Regions from separate parts of the Mus musculus genome. Here region 1 is linked to region 2. Evidence: chromatin contacts called from public HiChIP or PLAC-seq data. All regions are on one chromosome and are shown on one strand. Each heading gives the region's core, a stretch centred on a gene start, on an enhancer-like site or on the middle of the called end of the contact. The rest is flanking DNA. Distances are from core to core; before and after follow the strand shown.

Region 1 (5,456 bases), core at 335-2,834, 350 kb after region 2:
GGATTTCTTCTATCAGATGTTTGTGCTTTGTTTACACAAACATTTCACATATTTTGTTAAGACTTATGACTTAGACACTGTACTGGCTAGTTTTGTGTCAACTTGACACAGGCTGGAGTTATTGCAGAGAAAGGAGCTTCAGTTGGGGAAATGCCTCCATGAGATCCAGCTGTAAGGCATTTTCTCAATTAGTGATCAAGGGGGAAAGGCCCCTTGTGCGTGGAACCATCTCTGGGCTGGTAGTCTTGGGTCTATAAGAGAGCAGGCTGAGCAGGCCAGGGGAAGCAAGCCAGTAAAGAACATCCCTCCATGGCCTCTGCATCAGCTCCTGCTTTCTGACCTGCTTGAGTTCCAGTCCTGACTTCCTTTAGTGATGAACAGCAATGTGGAAATGTAAGCTGAAACCCTTTCCTCCCCAACTGCTTCTTGGTCATGATGTTTTGTCCAGGAATAGAAACCCTGACAGTTACTTTCCCTGTATTTCTGATAAAATACTCCGGCAAAAGTAACTTAATGAACAAAAGGTTAATTGGCTCACAGTTTAAAGTCCATCATTTCAGAGAAATCACAGCAGCAGGAGGTTGAAGCAACTGGTCACACTGTACTCACAGTCAAGAGGCAGAGAACAATGAATTCTTATGTTGAGATCTTTCTCCTTTTTATATAGTGTAATATAAGTAGTGCATCAACCAGGTGCCACCCATCTTGGATGAATCTTACCACGTCAATTCACCTAGTAAACATAATTCCATATAAGCTTGCCCAGAGGCCTATCTCCCAGGTGATGCAGATCTTACCAAGATAACAAAGGAAATTAATCAGCCATCGAATTTAAACCCCTTATCAATCTGACACCCAAATGCATCATTTCAAGTCATAACCTTAGCCAGTGTGGTGGCGTACTTTAATTCTAGGACTCAGGGGACAGAGGCACTCTGTGAATTTGAGGCCATTTGGGTCTACATAGCAAGTAAAATTCTGACTCTCCTATCCATACCCTCTATGCCTGCCTGTCTTACTCTCTTTGTCTACTTCTCATATACACACACACTTTTCACTCCTAGTTTGCAAAATCTTTTATTTCAAAAGGCAAAATATAGAACAACTTTGAAAGCCCCTCAAGTCTTTATCAATTCCAATTACCTTAGTCCTAAATCCATATAGTAATCTCTTTTAACTGTGAGCTCCTGGGGGGTTGTGGGGGAGGTCTACAATGACAGAGTAAACATTCCCATCAAAAAATGCATGAATCAGGAGATAGCAAGAAATAATCAGACCAAAATCCAGCAAGGAAAACAAATCCTGAAGCTTTATGCCCAGCATCAGGGTTTTGTAATGAAATTAATCAGGCTTCAAAGGATTCTCTAATTTTGCCCCTTTTGCTGTCTCTACTGCAGTATTCCTCCAAGATGGTCCATGATTATAGCATTTCCAACATCCGGGATAGGTGGGGTCCGCTATTGCAATTTGCCTTCACTTTCACACAAAAGCTTCTAAGAGCCATTTTTGTAGGAACTCTGACCCTGCCACACATTGCCTTCTCTCAGTTCCTGTGAAACCATTGTGAAAGACTTCATGGCCCACTCAGTCTTGCATCATCCATGCCTACTGTGGTGCTTTCAGTGAAAAATATGCCTTATAGGCGCAGGTATCTGAACACTTGGTACACAGTAGCACTGTTTGGAAAGGCTCAGGAGCTATGGGTTTGCTAGCTATGGGTTTCCCTTGGTGTATGTATGTATCCTGGCATCTTGGACTAAACTGCCAATTTCTGTATGCTGATCATGGAGAAACATATCCTTGGCTGTTAGTCATATATTTTTAGAAGCAAATAGGTTTGGGTTTTCACAAGATGGAGTGTGAAGTGGATAGGATTTTGTTCAAGATATGTTTTTAAAAATAATTCATTTATTTTTATTTTATATGTATTGTGCTTTGCCTGTATGTATGTCTGTGTGAGGGTGTAAGATCTTAGTTACATACAGCTGTGAGCTGCCATATGGGTGCTGAGAATTGAACCTGGGTCCTCTAGAAGAGTAGTAAGTGCTCTTAGCTGCTGAGCCATCTCTTCAGCCCCTTCAATATATTCTTTCTTCCTTCCTTTTCTTTTCTTTTCTTTTTTCTTTCTTTCTTCTTTTCAAGGCAGGGCTTCTCTGTGTAGCCCTGGCTGTTCTGGAACTCGCTCTGTAAATCAGGCTGGCCTCGAACTCAGAAATCTGCCTGTCTCTGCCTCCTAAGTGCTGGGATTAAAGGTGTGTGGCACCACTGCATGGCCCTTCAATATATATATATATTTTAAAAGATTTATTTATTATGTGTAAGTACACTGTAGCTTTCTTCAGACACTCCAGAAGAGGGCGTCAGCTATCATTTACGGATGGTTGTGAGCCACCATATGGTTGCTGGAAATTGAACTCAGGACCTTCAGAAGAGCAGTCAGCACTCTTAACCTCTGAGCCATCTCTCCCCTTTCAATATATCTTATTGACCCAGTGGAATTCAGACTTTTCTTCAGAGATGTACTGGCTAGTTTTGTCAACTTGACACAAGGTATAGATATCAGATAGGAAGGACCCTGACTTAGAAAATGCCCCAGAAGTTCACGTTGTATGCAATTTTTGTAGTGATTGATGGGGGTAGCCCAGTCTATTGTAAGTGGTTCCACTCCTGGGCTATTGGTCCTGGCATTTATAGGAAAGCAGGTGAAGTAAGTCATAGGGAGCAAGCCAGTAAGCAGCACCCATCCACAGCCTCTGATAAACTGGGCCTTCACTGTACACACATCTCTCAGCATTCTTGTCTTCCCACAACAATAACACATTAAGCTCTTTTTCTAGCATACTTGGGTTTTTCTGGTCAAATATCCAAACTCTTCTGCATTCCCACCACAAACCAGTATCAAGGACCTAAATACCAAATGGTAATGTATATCACAGCAACAACCTGCTCCTAGTACAAATCCATCTTGTCTTTTTTTTAAAAGCAGTAAATGCAGGCATATATACATATATGTGTCTATATATTCTGAGTATATGTGTGTGTGTGTGTGTGTGTGTGTATATATATATATATATATATATATATATATATATATATATACATATATGTTTTATTTATGAGTACACTGTTGCTGTCTTCAGACACACCAGAAGAGGGCATCAGATCCCATTAACAGATGGTTGTGAGCCACCATATGGTTGCTGGGAATTGAACTCAGGACCTCTGGAAGAGCAATTGGTGTTCTTAAGCACTGATCCATCTCTCCAGCCCACCAAATCCACCTTTTCAACCTCCAGTGGTAAATTACCTTAAAAAAAAAAAGGCAATGTGAGAGAATTCAACCCAGTTTGAGAAAGTCTATCACTGTGCAGAAGTCACAAAATAGCTTAATTAATTTAATTTAAATAGCTTGGGGAAGCTATTTAAATTGCATCCACACAAGAAATAGAAATGAATGCTTATGCTAAGTACACACCCTCTTTTTTCTTATATATATCTGTGTGTATATATATACATATATACACACACACATACACACACACACACACACACAAATACACACTTGTATTGAAGAGCAAGCATATGACATGGCATGACACATCAAGGTCAGAGGACAAGCTTTCCTAAGTTGGCTTCCTCCCTCCAACATGTGGTATCCAGGGATCAAACTCAGGTTCTCAGGCTTGACAGTCAACACTTTTACTAATTGATCTATCTCACTGGTCCTCAGTTCTTACTTTTTCTTCTTTTTTTCTTTTTCTTTTTTCTTTTTTTTTTGAGACAGGGTTTCTCTGTGTAGCCCTGGCTGTCGTGGAACTCACTCTGTAGACCAGGCTGGCCTCAGATTCAAAAATCCAACTGCCTCTGCCTCCCAAATGCTGGGATTAAAGGCGTGCGCCACCACTGCCCAGCACAGTTCTTAATTTTTATACAGTACAGGATTTCATTGCAAGCAATGGTGCCACTCATAGTGGCACATCAAGTAATCTAAAGATACTCTCCACAGGAATACATAGCACAGGTGACTAGATTTCCAAGTCATTGGGATTAACCATCATATTTTAATTCTGAAATGCTGATACAAGTTTTTTTAAGTTTAAAATTCTAAGTATTTATTGATAATATACAGGAAATTAAATTTTAGACACTAGGAATTTATGTACTGTACAATCTAAGTATTAGTGAATTTTGTCTTAATAATTCTTTTGATTCCTAGGACTTTTGTCTAATTTCATTTCTTAGTTAGGGTTTTACTGCTGTGAACAGACACCATGATCAAGACAAGTCTTATAAGGACAACATTTAATTGGGGCTGGTTTACAGGTTCAGAAGTTCAGTCCAGTATTATCAAGGGAGGAACATGGCAGCATCCAGGCAAGCATGGTACAGTAGGTGCTGAGTTCGGTCTTCATCTGAAGGCTGCTCGCAGAATACTCACTTTCAGGCAGTTAGGTCTAGGGTATTAAAGCCCACACCCACAGTGACACACCTACTCCAACAAAGCCACACTACTCCAACAAGGCCACATCCCCAAAGAGTGCCACTCCCTGGGCAAAGTAAATATAAAACATCACATTGCATTATGATGCTGAATAAGAATGAGGAGACATATTTGCCTTGCTCTAAATATTAAACATCTAGATTCTCACCATTAATTGTAAATGATGCTTTTACTACCTGAGATGATGGGATGGGATGAGAGCCATACCCAAACTGTTCAAATACACAACTTGGACTAAGGCCAGGACATTTCTGTCTCTATTCTATTCCTCGGATTGGAAGCTCCTACCCTAAATGCCACTTAATCCTCCAAGCTGACTTAATTCAATCCAGCTTTTCTCTGCTTATGAATGAATTGTGTGGCCTAGTACTAACGTTGGCAATATGTTCGAGTCTCCTGGCTTTCTCATTCTCTGGCTCATTCAATCTTGACTATATCTAACTTACTCTTTGCAACCCGTCTCTGTAAAACTCTCCTGGTAAAACTGCCATACACACACACCATCCATCCTTTCTTTTTTCCTGAACTGCTCTTAAGTACCTTCTTTCCTGTTGTTTTATGGGAATTTGGCATATCCTATCTCTGATTCATTTTGTCAAATCTTTCTTTGCACCTCAATTAGAAATCACTTTCTTTTTAATAGCTGAGTAGTACTCCATTGTGTAGATGTACCACATTTTCTGTATCCATTCCTCTGTTGAGGGGCATCTGGGTTCTTTCCAGCTTCTGGCTATTATAAATAAGGCTGCTATGAACATAGTGGAGCATGTGTCCTTCTTACCAGTTGGGGCATCTTCTGGATATATGCCCAGGAGAGGTATTGCTGGATCCTCTGGTAGTACTATGTCCAATTTTCTGAGGAACCGCCAGACTGATTTCCAGAGTGGTTGTACAAGCCTGCAATCCCACCAATGGAGGAGTGTTCCTCTTTCTCCACATCCACGCCAGCATCTGC
Region 2 (5,242 bases), core at 2,006-4,505:
ATCCAGATCCATTCATTTGTCTAAGAATTTCATAAATTCATTGTTTAAAATAGCTGAGTAGTACTCCATTGTGTAAATGTACCAAATTTTCTGTATCCATTCCTCTGTTGAGGGACATCTGGGTTCTTTTCAGCTTCTGGCTATTATAAATATGGCTGCTATGAACATAGTTGAGCATGTGTTCTTATTACAATTTGGAGCATCTTCTGGATATATGCCCAGGAATGGTATTGCTGGATCTTCTGGTAGTACTATGCCTAATTTTCTGAGGAACCCCCAAACTGATTTCCAGAGTGGTTGTGCCAGCTTGCAGTCCCAGCAGCAATGGAGGAGTGTTTCTTTCTCCACATCCTCACCAGCATCTGCTGTCACCTGAGTTTTTGATCTTAGCCACTCTGACTGGTGTGAGGAGGAAATTCAGGGTTGTTTTGATTTGCATTTCCCTGATGATTAAGGATGTTGAACATTTTTTTAGTTGCTTCTCAGCCATTTGCTATTCCTCAGTTGAGAATTCTTTGTTTAGCTTTGTACCCCATTTTTAATAGGGTTATTTGGTTTTCTGGAGTCCACCTTCTTGAGTTCGTTATATATATTGGATATTAGCCCCCCTGTTGAATTTAGAATTGGTAAAGATTCTTTCCTAATCTGTTGGTGGCCTTTTTGTCTTATTGACGCTGTCTTTTGCCTTACAATAGCTTTGCAATTTTATGAGGTCCCATTTGTCGATTCTTGATCTTACAGCACAAGCCATTGTTGTTTTGTTCAGGAATTTCTCCCCTGTGCCCATATCTTCAAGGCTCTTCCCCAATTTCTCCTCTATAGTTTCAGTGTATCTGGTTTTATGTGGAGGTCCTTGATCCACTTAGACGAGCTTTGTACAAGGAGATAAGAATGGATCAATTCGCATTCTTCTACATGCTAACCACCAATTGAGCCAGCACCATTTGTTAAAAATGCTGTCTTTTTTCCACTGGATGGTTTTAGCTCCCTTGTCAAAGATCAAGTGATCATAGGTGTGTGGGTTCATTTCTGGGTCTTCAATTCTATTCCACTGATCTACTTGACTGTCACTGTACCAGTACCATGCAGTTTTTATCACAATTGCTCTGTAGTACAGCTTGAGATCAGGCATGGTGATTCCACCAGAAGTTCTTTTATTGTTGGGAATAGATTTTGCTATCCTAGGTTTTTTGTTATACCAGATGAATTTGCAAATTAACCTTTCTAACTCTGTGAAGAATTGAGTTGGAATTTTTATGGGGATTGCATCAAATCTGTAGATTGCTTTTGGCAAGATAGCCATTTTTACTATACTACTCCTGCCAATCCGTGAGCATGGGAGATCTTTCCATCTTCTGAGATGTCTTTGATTTCTTTGTTCAGAGACTTGAAGTTCTTATCATACAGATCTTTCACTTCCTTAGTTAGAGTCACTGCAAGGTATTTTATATTATTTGTGACTATTGTGAGGGGTGTTGTTTCCCCAATTTCTTTCTCTGCCTGTTTATGCTTTGTGTAGAGAAAGGCCATTGATTTGTTTGAGTTAACTTTATATCCAGCTACTTCACTGAAGCTATTTATCAGGTTTAGGAGTTCTTTGGTGGAATTTTTGGGGTCACTTATATATACTATCATATCATCTGCAAATAGTGATATTTTGACTTCTTCCTTTCCAATTTGTATTTCTTTAATCTCCTTTTGTTGTCTAATTGCTCTGGCTAGGACTTCAAGTACTATATTGAATAGGTAGTGAGAGAGTGGGTAGCCTTGTCTAGTCCCTGATTTTAGTGGGTTTGCTTCAAGTTTCTCTCCATTTACTTTGATGTTGGCTACTGGTTTGCTCCATATTGCTTTTATTATGTTTAGGTATGGGCCTTGAATTCCTGATCTTTCCAAGACTTTTATCATGAAGGGGTGTTGGATTTTGTCAAATGCTTTCTCAGCATCTAAGGAGATGATCATGTGGTTTTTTTCTTTGAGTTTGTTTATGTAGTGGATTATGTTGATGGATTTCCGTATATTGAACCATCCCTACATCCCTGGGATGAAACCTACTTGATCATGATGGATGATCATTTTGATGTGTTCTTGGATTCGGTTTTCGAGAACTTTATTGAGTATTTTTGCATTGATATTCATAAGGGAAATTGGTCTGAAGTTCTCTTTCTTTGTTGGGTCTTTGTGTCATTTAGGTATCAGAGTAATTATGGCTTCATAGAATGAATTGGGTAGAGTACCTTCTGATTCTATCTTGTGGAATAGTTTGAGGAGTATCGGAATTAGGCCCTCTTTGATCCAGTCCCCAGGAGGCCTTTTGTCAAGTCTTAGACACCCTGTTGCTATTTTATCCTGGTTAGTAAAGGGCATGGGACCCTGCTCATGGTTCTCCCTGTCCAGGGGTGTTGTTTAGGACTGACACTTCATCAGGAAGTCTTGCAACAGTTGACTTCCTCTTTATGAGAGATACTATGTCACAAACTTTGTCTTCAGCAGAGCCAGCGTTCTGAATACTAATCTGTGAGGAAGGCTAGACTGACCAACAATCCACACTCTGTCTAGATTTATAAAGTAGTTGGCAAGTTTGCGACAACAAAGCCATCAGTTCCTGAGCCAGCTGAGACCCACCAGCGTAACAGTGACATAAGGGTCCTAAAGATGACAATCATGGCGGTTCTCCCAGACTTGGCGACTAGCAGTCTCCCTGTTTCTTCAGAGCAACTCCCTTTCCTGGCAGTGTGGCTGTCACCTACTTAGTTCACTTGACTTTCACCATGACCTCCATCAGCGTCTGAGAGAAAAGACCCAGCCTTTTGACACCCACCAGCAACAAACCTACCAGCCCCAGATCTCCACGCCCACTCACTTCTTTTGGTCCATGAGGGTTCTTCCCCGTTCCCATTTCTGAAGGATGCTTTCCTTCTGGCCATCTAGCTCACCCAGGGTTGGAGGAAAGCCAACTCCATTCTCATCCTGTCCAATGAGGTCAGCTCCCCTCAGTCACATCCCCTAGACACTAGTTGACCCTGCTCTGCTGTCTCGGTAAAGGTCACTCAGCTTTTGAATTCTTTCCACCCACACCCCCACCCCAGTTACGTGTGATACCTTCTTAGAAACTTAAAAATAACATTTATTTCCTCAGTGGTTTTGTATATTTCCATCTGGCAAACTTTATTTTGTTCCGTGTGTTTCTAAGGGAACAGAAACGAAAATGGTTTATGTCCTGCTTCCTACACTGGCCTGCCGTTGTCAGGACCGGAAATGCCCTCAGTCCTAAGCGGGTACACCCAACCGCGAGCTCAGCCTCAAAGCAGAGGCTGTGTCAGCCACGAGGACAATGGGCATTGTTTGCTTGTTGGAATGTCTACTGCAGTGCACTTGCCTGAGTCAGTGACTTTTTAAAATTTTAATAGATTCATGCCACTTTGTCTGGATATAATTATAGTGTAAACGTGGTTTGCGTTATAACTATTACCGCAACAACCGAGTCCTGTTATTAAAATGAAAGTGAGGACAGGACAAGAAGTCAAGATGATGGGCAGTCGTTACTGGGCGGGACTCCCGGGGGCTGCTGGAGTGCAGGAAGCATTCTATTTGAGGAACCGGGTGGTAATTTTCATTCTGCCACAATTCGTTGGGTTTATTTATAGTCATATTTTTCTATGCATTTGTCCTGCTTTAATAAGTGTAATTTAAAAAAAAAAAGCAAAATATAAGACGGGATTTGATGGAGGTTGGCAGCTGAGGCCATCGCCCACTCCCACTTCACCGGCAGCATTATTTAAGTGTCTACTTTGTGATCCACAGTAAGCAAACTCTTGGACATATTACAGAGAAGGTAAGCTTGGGACCACAAGGCCTGACCTCAGGGAGCTTAGAGTCCACAGGCAGTTACAATTTACATGAAAAGTGCAAAAGTTAGGTGGTAATCTTTAATTTTAAAGAATGGCCATTTTCACTGTGAGACTTGTGTGCTGAGCACATTCGTCCCCTCAGCCTCCCGCTGATCCCCTCTTCCCAGATACTCCTCTATCTGCTTCTTTTCTTCTCCTCCCCTCTCCTCCTCCCCTCTTCTTCTTCTCCTCCTCCTCCCCTTTCCTCCTCTTCCTCCTCTTCTTGTTCCAGCACTGTATTTTATTTGGTTTCTTATTCTTTTTTTTTTTTCAAAGATTTATTTATTATGGTACATAAGTACACTGTAGCTGACTTCAGACGAACCAGAAGAGGGCGTCAGAGCTCATTACGGGTGGTTGTGAGCCACCATGTGGTTGCTGGGATTTGAACTCTGGACCTTTGGAAGAACAGACAGTGCTCTTACCCACTGAGCCATCTCGCCAGCCCTGGTTTCTTATTCTATCCTAGGTTAGCTGGCTAAAGATCATGTGCAAAAGTGAGGTCCCTGCCAGGGGTTATACCACCTAAGAAAATGTCCTTTCCTTCTCTTCGAAACTATAAACCACCCATCGATACTCAGGGAAGATGAAATCTCAGGGGAAATAGCTGCCACCCGTGGTAGGATCTAAATGGTCGGCTCTCTGGTGGTTCTTCTGTCGGAGAACTATCTCGTTCTAAAAACAACACAATACCCCACTCCACTCCTCCCTCCCTTCTAGATTGAACTAACACTTCTTAGTTTGGACAAATCTACCATGCTGAGATGTAAACATTAGAGAACTGGCCTAAGGTGTACGTGAGAGACATCTCTGCAACCTTTGCAGCTTTTCTTCATTGGCCCTATTTTAGATGTAAAGTTGTATTTTTTTAAGTGCCACGAAAATGACTGTGAGCTAGAGATTATTTTTGCATTAAGGGAATTGAAGGTGATTTCATAGATAAAAGGACATTTCGAAGGAGCCTTAAAGGAAAGGTGAGATTATTAGAAAAGGAAACAGGATGGCCAGTGGGGGAGGAGCACGCAATACAAGAAAGAAGTCTACAAACGTGCACAGCTGAGCAAGAAAGAATCATGTGGGGAAAGCATGGGAAAGGACCGGGCACCTCAGAGAAACTAAGATAAAACTCTAGATTTAGTTCTTTGGCTTTATCTTGTGGTGTTGGGATAAAATCTTGCACATTAGACCAGTGCTTTTCCCAATAAGCCATACCCCCAAGTAAATGGTTAAAAGGTAGGTAGAGTGCGTGCGCGCACACGCGCACACACACACCTCTGAATTACTGATAAAATTCATTGTTTTACAATGCATGGTCACTTGAAAACAGAAACTAACACAGTTAAGTCAGCCAC

Evidence for each region. HiChIP or PLAC-seq counts read pairs in DNA pulled down with a chosen protein or histone mark.
Region 1: an H3K27ac HiChIP or PLAC-seq map of acute myeloid leukemia shows a contact between it and region 2, with 5 times the contacts expected there. The contact joins two enhancer-like sites. A contact is called at or near these places in 2 of 115 datasets of contacts at active chromatin or transcription factors (acute myeloid leukemia and astrocytes).

What each region holds. Positions count from the first base shown.
Region 1 is chr13:104,255,304-104,260,759 of GRCm38.p6, reverse strand. No RefSeq gene overlaps it. Among named protein-coding and RNA genes, the nearest start is that of Cenpk, 29 kb to the right of the region's middle. Within about 2 kb of position 1,584, at least 4 of the 459 cell types and tissues checked have an H3K27ac peak or open chromatin away from gene starts, as enhancers often do. A contact at or near this core is called in acute myeloid leukemia, where this site is marked.
Region 2 is chr13:104,608,699-104,613,940 of GRCm38.p6, reverse strand. No RefSeq gene overlaps it. Among named protein-coding and RNA genes, the nearest start is that of Cwc27, 210 kb to the left of the region's middle. Within about 2 kb of position 3,255, at least 148 of the 459 cell types and tissues checked have an H3K27ac peak or open chromatin away from gene starts, as enhancers often do. A contact at or near this core is called in acute myeloid leukemia, where this site is marked.